Regions from separate parts of the Hordeum vulgare genome. Here region 2 is linked to region 1. A link is a contact called in public Hi-C data. All regions are on one chromosome and are shown on one strand. The core of a region is the stretch at or near the end of the contact, and the rest is flanking DNA. Distances in the headings are between cores, read along the strand shown. Region 1 holds the start of LOC123401085 (synaptotagmin-5-like). Region 2 holds the start of LOC123401862 (L-aspartate oxidase, chloroplastic).

What was found. A called contact is a pair of places that touch in the nucleus more often than the background predicts.
Region 2: a contact with region 1 is called in a Hi-C map of seedling, with 4 times the contacts expected there. The contact joins the promoter of LOC123401862 here to the promoter of LOC123401085 in region 1. A contact is called at or near these places in 3 of 6 Hi-C or Micro-C datasets (leaf and seedling).

The regions. Positions count from the first base shown.
Region 1 is chr6H:42,355,219-42,358,715 of MorexV3_pseudomolecules_assembly, forward strand. It overlaps LOC123401085 (synaptotagmin-5-like), which reads right to left and starts at 1,595. Exons shown (of 13, transcript XM_045094803.1): 1 at 1,319-1,595. The coding sequence starts at 1,423.
Region 2 is chr6H:42,486,631-42,490,127 of MorexV3_pseudomolecules_assembly, forward strand. It overlaps LOC123401862 (L-aspartate oxidase, chloroplastic), which reads right to left and starts at 1,803. Exons shown (of 8, transcript XM_045095717.1): 1 at 1,467-1,803; 2 at 1,202-1,336; 3 at 413-767; 4 at 90-332. The coding sequence starts at 1,323.

The DNA of each region.
Region 1 (3,497 bases), core at 345-2,844:
GTTTGCCCGCCTGGAATAATGGTGTGGCAGCCGTCGGCAACCAGGGAGCCTACCCCCGGCTATTCAAAGCCGGACGGCGATGCCCAAACCCTAGCCCCCATTTTCTCTCTTTCCGCATTCGTCCACACCCGTCTCCCCACCCGCGTCAGCATCCCCGTCAGAGCATGCCTTCCGTCGTCGCCATGGTGCGTGAGTGCCGTAACATGGTACGCATGGCTCTCAGCGGAATTGCACTCCCAGATCGCTACGAAGGTGTGTGCCGCCAAGGCCCGATACACGGCTTGCATTGCATTGCGGCCTAAGAGAACCCAAGCTCGAAGCCCAAGCCGAGGAGGCGGAGCACCTAGCGTCGAAGAAGCAATACCACCTCATGCAAGCCAAGATGAAGCACCTAGCGGCTAAGGTGTGACTTGAGGCCAAGCGCATGGACGCTGCCACCATGGGACCCTGTCCTCATGTTTAGTCTCGCGCACGACACCGCCCCAAGTTACCTCACGCTGCTGACGGCTGCTGGCCGATGCCCTGTGCCCCACCAGGCCACCACCTCCCCCGGCGTGCTGCCTGGCTCGTCGGATAGCGCTGCCAGCAACGGCTTCAACCCGTGAATCGGCCATCGCGTAGAATTTGTGCGGCTCGCGGCGGTGCACACAAAGGCTGACAGGTGCCCGGGAGCCGAGGCACGGAGAGAGCAGCAGTGCCGGGGCGGAGCTGTGCGTGCAGCCAGCGGCGCGAACCCAAGAGGCGGATTGGCCTCGGCATACACGCGAGCTCGCACCACAGCAGGGCAGGGGCGGAGCTGTACATTTGGCCAGCAGCGCATAGACACGGAGCTGCTGCCTGCTGCTAGCGTCACCTAGCCATAGAGCCAAGCAGTCTTACGGTCGGAGAGGTCGGCAAGGAACAGAGCCACCTCGCCGGAGGCCTCCATGCCGGCGTCCTCCTCCTGCTGCTAGACACGCGCCAACTGCTCGTCGAAATGCCCAACTGAGTTGGACTGAACGGTGGAGCACTTGACGACAGCCGTAAATACACCCAAACTGGGAAACAACAAGCGTGATTAGGATCAAAGCCTAGTAGCAATTATGGCCCCGTATAAATGAATCGCCCATGCCTCCGCAATTAACCCGCGTCGCCGAACATGTATAGCAATTGATTGATTTTCCAATCCACGGCGGTCCTAACCCAGCATTTCCTAATTTCGAGCGCCTGCACGGGCACGGATTGACGGACGAACCCAGCGGCCAACCGAATCGCATCGGATCACCGTAGACGGGATAATAAAATTGGAAGCGGGGAGGAGTGGGGAGGGGGGGCGTACCAGCTCGCGGCGCTGCTCGGCGCGGGAATTCTCGAGGCGCGCGAACGCCATGACGACGCCGACGCCGAGCACCAGGCCCAGCAAGGCGCCGAAGAGGAACGCCATGGCTCGCCGCCGTGGCGCGCGGTCGAGGTCGGGAGCTGCGCGTGCGGCGGGTTGGGTGGTGCTCGATGCGGAGGAGGCGCGTGCGCCGGACCGGAGGAGTGCGGGTGCGGGTGCGGGTGCGGCCCCCCTCCCCCTTTCCGCCTTGAATTATGTTTCCCTTTCTAGTGGACAACAACTGTTCGTTTCTGCTCTGGGATGTGCTTCGCGTAGGGTGTCGGTCACGGTGGGGGGCACGTGCCAAGCACGTAGATAGATTTGCGTTGCTGCGTTCCCTTTAATAATCTGGGTCTGGTTTTGGTTCCTTGCTTGGAGATGGTCAGATGGGGACGGAATGGAACGGATGATGCCTCCTCCTTGTGCTTCGTGTGGCTTCTATCGTTCCGCCGGAGGGACACGTGTTTCATGGAAGGGCCACGTGGTGAAGATCACGGGCAAGCTTCTGAGAGATTCCACCAAGTAGAGTACTAGTTTATATCGTTATTTACATGGAATAAATATTCCTTTCTAAGGTATCATATCTTCTCCAATGAAAATGTTATCCGGCCGCCTCTTCTGTGGTATCATATCTTATGAGAGATCCCATATATATAGATTTTGATTAAAAAAAAATTTAGCAATTGTGAGATGATATTTAGACAACTTTAACATTAAAGAAAAACAAATTATTATTAGTGTGCGTAGTATGATCGTCTATCAACGAAAATTCTTTTAAAATTATCTATCATGACTAGAAGGTTAAATAAATTCACCCTTTAGCAACCAAATGATAAATTTGGTCAGCTATTTTTAAACTGAAATGGTTATATTATGTGTCGGATGTGCATGCTCGGCTTCGCATGCGTTGGATGTTCAATAATTCATGTATGAAAAAAATCAAAAAGCTATAACTATCAAACCGTGTGTAGAAATTATGATATGTTTTCACCCTTGGGTTCCTCGTGACGAACTCCTCAAAACGAGATCCCATATGAATATGTTTTAAAGAAAAAAAATTAAAGCAACTTCGATGCTAGACGAGGCAACTTTAATGCTAAACAGAAGCAACTTTGATGCTAGATGTATTGCATCTTGTGTATACACATGAGTTGCTTGTTGAATGCACTAGAGTTGCGCAAAAAACACACTAAAAGTTGCTTACTTTTTTGTGATACTCGAATGCAATTATGGCAACTATTCACAAATAGCAGGTAACTGAGCATTAATGGCAAGCAACTGAACATCAATCATAGGCAATTGATCATCGACAATAGGCAACTGAACATCAAAATTGAGCAATTTCATAATATTTTGTAGACAACTGAGCATTAAAATTGAGCAATTTCACAGTATTTATTGGCAACTGAGCATCAATCATAGGCAACTGATCATCATTATTTAATTATGTAAAGCTTTTAGAGGTGAATCTAGTCAACTGTTAGTCGTGGTAACCAACTTAGAAGAATTCTTCGCTGATAGATAGTCATAGTAAGGGGGAAGGAGTTGCTTGCTATAGCACTAAAGTTGCCTCATCTAGCACACAAAGTTGCTCAAAAAAAGTTCGTCGATACCTATCCATATGGGATCTAGTTTTGAAGAGCTTTTCGTAAGAAACACAGCAGTGAAAACGGATTGTTATTCCGACGCTCGGTTCAAAAGTTATGACTTAAAAAAAACGCCAATAAATGCACGAGGTTGGTTGTCCTGAGGTGCCTCCGCTACCGCGAGCGAGCTCGATAGCCACATCCTTTAAAAAAAATACCCAGTGAACCCTCTCACTACCACATGACCAAGATCTAATGATAAAAGTTTTCAAATAAAAAACGCACTAAAATCAAGCCCGCTCCTAAGATTTAGGGGGACAGGATAAAATTTAAATATCTTTAGCCCCTTAAAAGAACTCTAATATATATAATAAGAAAATATACAAAGTTAACGACGATGCTATCAAAAGAAGAGGGACATATTTCTCTGAAATCATGTTATCAAGGTATCGAGGAATGACCCCGGATAGGCTAAAGAAAACAAGACAACATTTCAAAACAGTGGGATGGCCAACGCCCCTTGGTCCGGCCACTCACCACCCGTCTGCTTCGGT
Region 2 (3,497 bases), core at 553-3,052, 130 kb after region 1:
CTCTACAGTTACACCCAAGGTTTGACAATGCAAAAAGAAGCAACACATCAAATCAGCAAATGACTGGCATACGAACCACAAATACCAACCTGACAGGTCAACAGATCAATGGCGAAGTGGTGGCCGAACACAGATATGTTCTCATCATTTTCAACCGCTTGAAGGAGCGCTCTTTCAATCTCTTTTCCAGTCATATCAGCAGAATGTACGATTCTGTTGTGAGAATGTCCACCTTCCCTTGCGAGGTGCAGCCTGCCATCTTCACCATGGTCAAATGAAGCACCCATGGCTATTAGCTCCTTGACACGCTCAGGACCTTCTGTGCATACTATCTGAAAGGCAACACAGATGTCTCAAGGATAAGAATCAATAAGAAGCAACTACTGACAGGCGCAGCAGAGGCTAAACATACCCTGACGGTCTCCTCATCGCAGAGATAAGCCCCTGCAACAATAGTATCTTGCATATGGCTTTCTACGGAATCCTTGGGGCACAGAACGGCACTGACGCCGCCTTGCGCGTAGTTGGTGTTGCTCTCATGAGGCTCTGCTTTGGTGATGATAGCAACAGAGCCGTGCTTCGAGACTTCTAGCGCATACCTTAGGCCAGCGACACCACTGCCGATGACCACGAAATCAAAGTATCTCGTGGTGTCATCCTGCATGCATGGGAGGGCAGAGGCTCTGATGGAGCTGAACCTGTGCCTCGTATGCTGTTGCGAAGCACTGAGAGCCTTCACGGACATGAAACGAGGGGTAGTGCAAAATCTGCAGCATAGCCAACATGGTGTCATCAGCTTAAACAATGAAGACCGGCATTTCAGGATTTATCACCAAAGCTTGCGATTTCAACAGGTAACCAACAGCAACCAACTGGTAAGGTTTTTAACAGGTTTTCAGTTTCTTAGATGGATCCATTAGAAAATATATTTAACCTTCAAAAAAAATCATCGAAAAAGAAAGATGGGGAATCAAGAAGGTGAATACCTATCTCACCAACTGAATGATCATGCAGGCATGACATGACCCCAGGTCCTATATGCTTACAATTTAGGCGACGGCAGGCCATGGACTTACTTATTATTGCGGTTATTATTGCAGTAAACATTTGTGGCTGGCTTAGTTTGACTGACGGCCATTTGTTGAGACATGCACAGATGAGAGTATTTCAGACCCTGCGAGAAAGAGGGCTGCAACTTCACCTGGAGATCTCGAGCTGGGCGCAGGCTCTGAAGGAGAGAGAAGGCGGGCGAGACGCCTGCATGTGTGCTCCCTGCACATGCACATGGTGGAGGCCAGCAGAGCCGCCCATTAGTTTGGCCATCCTGGCGCCGGCTCTGCAGAGACAGAAAGAAGAAGCACATGGATCGGTCCATTAAGAAATCCACGAGATCTTGGCATGGTAGGGTAGCCATAAAAATTCCGCAAGATCTAGGGAGCCGTTTCTTCTGCCATGGAAAACGGTACCTTTAGAAAGATCTGATCGCGCGGTTGGTGGGGAGGAGCAGGGGCGCCGGCCGACGCTGGTGCTCCCAATGGCGGGGAGGGGAGAAGGAGGCGGTGGCGGGGTAGGGGTTAAGCGCGGCGGGCACGCCCTTTGGGCCCTCCCAAGGAGCGGAGCGGAGAGGCGGAGGTGGGAGAGAGCGGCAGCGCTTGCGCGTGCGCGTGCGGAGGAGGGGGAAACAGCAGCGCGGGCGAGAGGGGAGGAGGGAGGGAGGGAGGGGAGAAAGGGAAAGAATTGGACGAAAAAGGAATGGAATGGAAAAGGCGAGGAAAAATCCTCGCACCCCGAGGAGCCACACCGCATCGTGATGGTGGTGGTGGTGGTCTCATCGCCGCCGCCGGCGTCGTGCGGATTCGATTTCTTCTTTCGAGTCGACTACTGCTGTCCCGATCGATCCCTTTTCCGTTTGGGAATAATCTCGGGTCGTCGGGGGCGCGCGGGGCCCAGCGGGTGCGCTTTTCCACCAGGCTGCTGCGTCGCAGGCCCAGCCAAGAAGAGAGATGTGTGGGTGCGACAAAAAGAAGAAAGATTAGCATGATTTGACCCTACTTCATAAATAATTCGTGATCTTAGTAAGAACAACTCCAACGCAGCACCCAAATCGTTTGTCCACGTTCATATAAATCCACGCGCATAAAAGCGATGGCCCAACGCAGAAACTCAAACTCAAAATGCGTCTGCTTCGTGTCCGAGCAGATCCATTTCTGATTTAAAATTATGCTTGAAATGTGTCGATGCGAACGCGACGAGCCTTTTCATGTCCGCGTCCATTCACACATGGCGTCCAGTCAAAGCCAGCGCCGTCTTTATTAACGGCGATCGCCCACCACGAGCTTACACACGTCCTTTTATAATCCAAGCGCGGGGGAAGGATTCATCCTCTTCTAGAAGTCGCCCTCATCTACATCTAGGCACCCGATGCTCCCCCACCGACGGCAAACCCCTAGCCACCCTGGGTTTTTTTCTCCAGCAAGACAACGGCAAGTCCCTGGCACTCCCGTCGTCCATGTCTTCCTTTCAAACATCTAGACAACAGTTCTCCACGTATGCTTCTACATCATTTTCTTAAAAAAAGGCTATGCTTCTAGATAGAAAAAATATATATATAAAAAATACATCCTATGACCGGATGTAGTTACACATACGTCTCATGTACTACCTTGTGGTAGTATATATACTACCCTATCATTTTTAGTATGCTTATATACTATATATATAGCCATCTCAAGTTTCAACTGAGAAACGCTGATAGTCATTAGCTATTTGTAACCTTGCAGGTAGGTTTTGTGCCACTGCTGAGATCTTATCCGGTTCTTCAGCAACAATCTATCATGATCTCACGGGCATGAACAACCGTCAGACTAGATATCTCCATCTCATGGGCCACTCTACATATTTCATCTCATCGTGGAGCGATTGTCACTGCTCTCTATGTTCATTAGAGACAGTGAACGGCCTGATACCAATCAGAGGACAAACAAGACAGGGATGGAGCTGCAATCCGAGTATGTCAGCATAGTACGGTCAAAGAAGCAGCTGAAGAATGCAGAATGGAAGATTGGTGAACTAGATTCAGAATGGGAAGAATTCTTATTCAGGAGGGGTTGGAAGCCAACCATGGTGTGGACCGAGGGCCGCGAAATGAGGAACCTCTTCTGCTGCACAAGCTTGTTGTCAAGAGCGCCCTTGCAAGGCAGGAGAGCCACTTCACACAGAGGACTAACCATACCTGGAGGAGAGTCAGAGGGAAGCCTGCAGTGATCTTCCCTACTACTGTACTATCCAAGAGCTGGCATGGAGTTCAAAGCCATTGCAGAGGCAGCTGCAGTGCAAATAGTTGCCACACCCACACCATGATGCCCTCAGTGCTCAAACCCAGATCAAGTTTTTAACAGCGAGTGTAAAACATATGAGTCAAGTATGCCAAACTTCAGCTGAAATGGTACATGTAGGCATAAGCATAATGGCTAATACAGTATCATATCACAGCAATG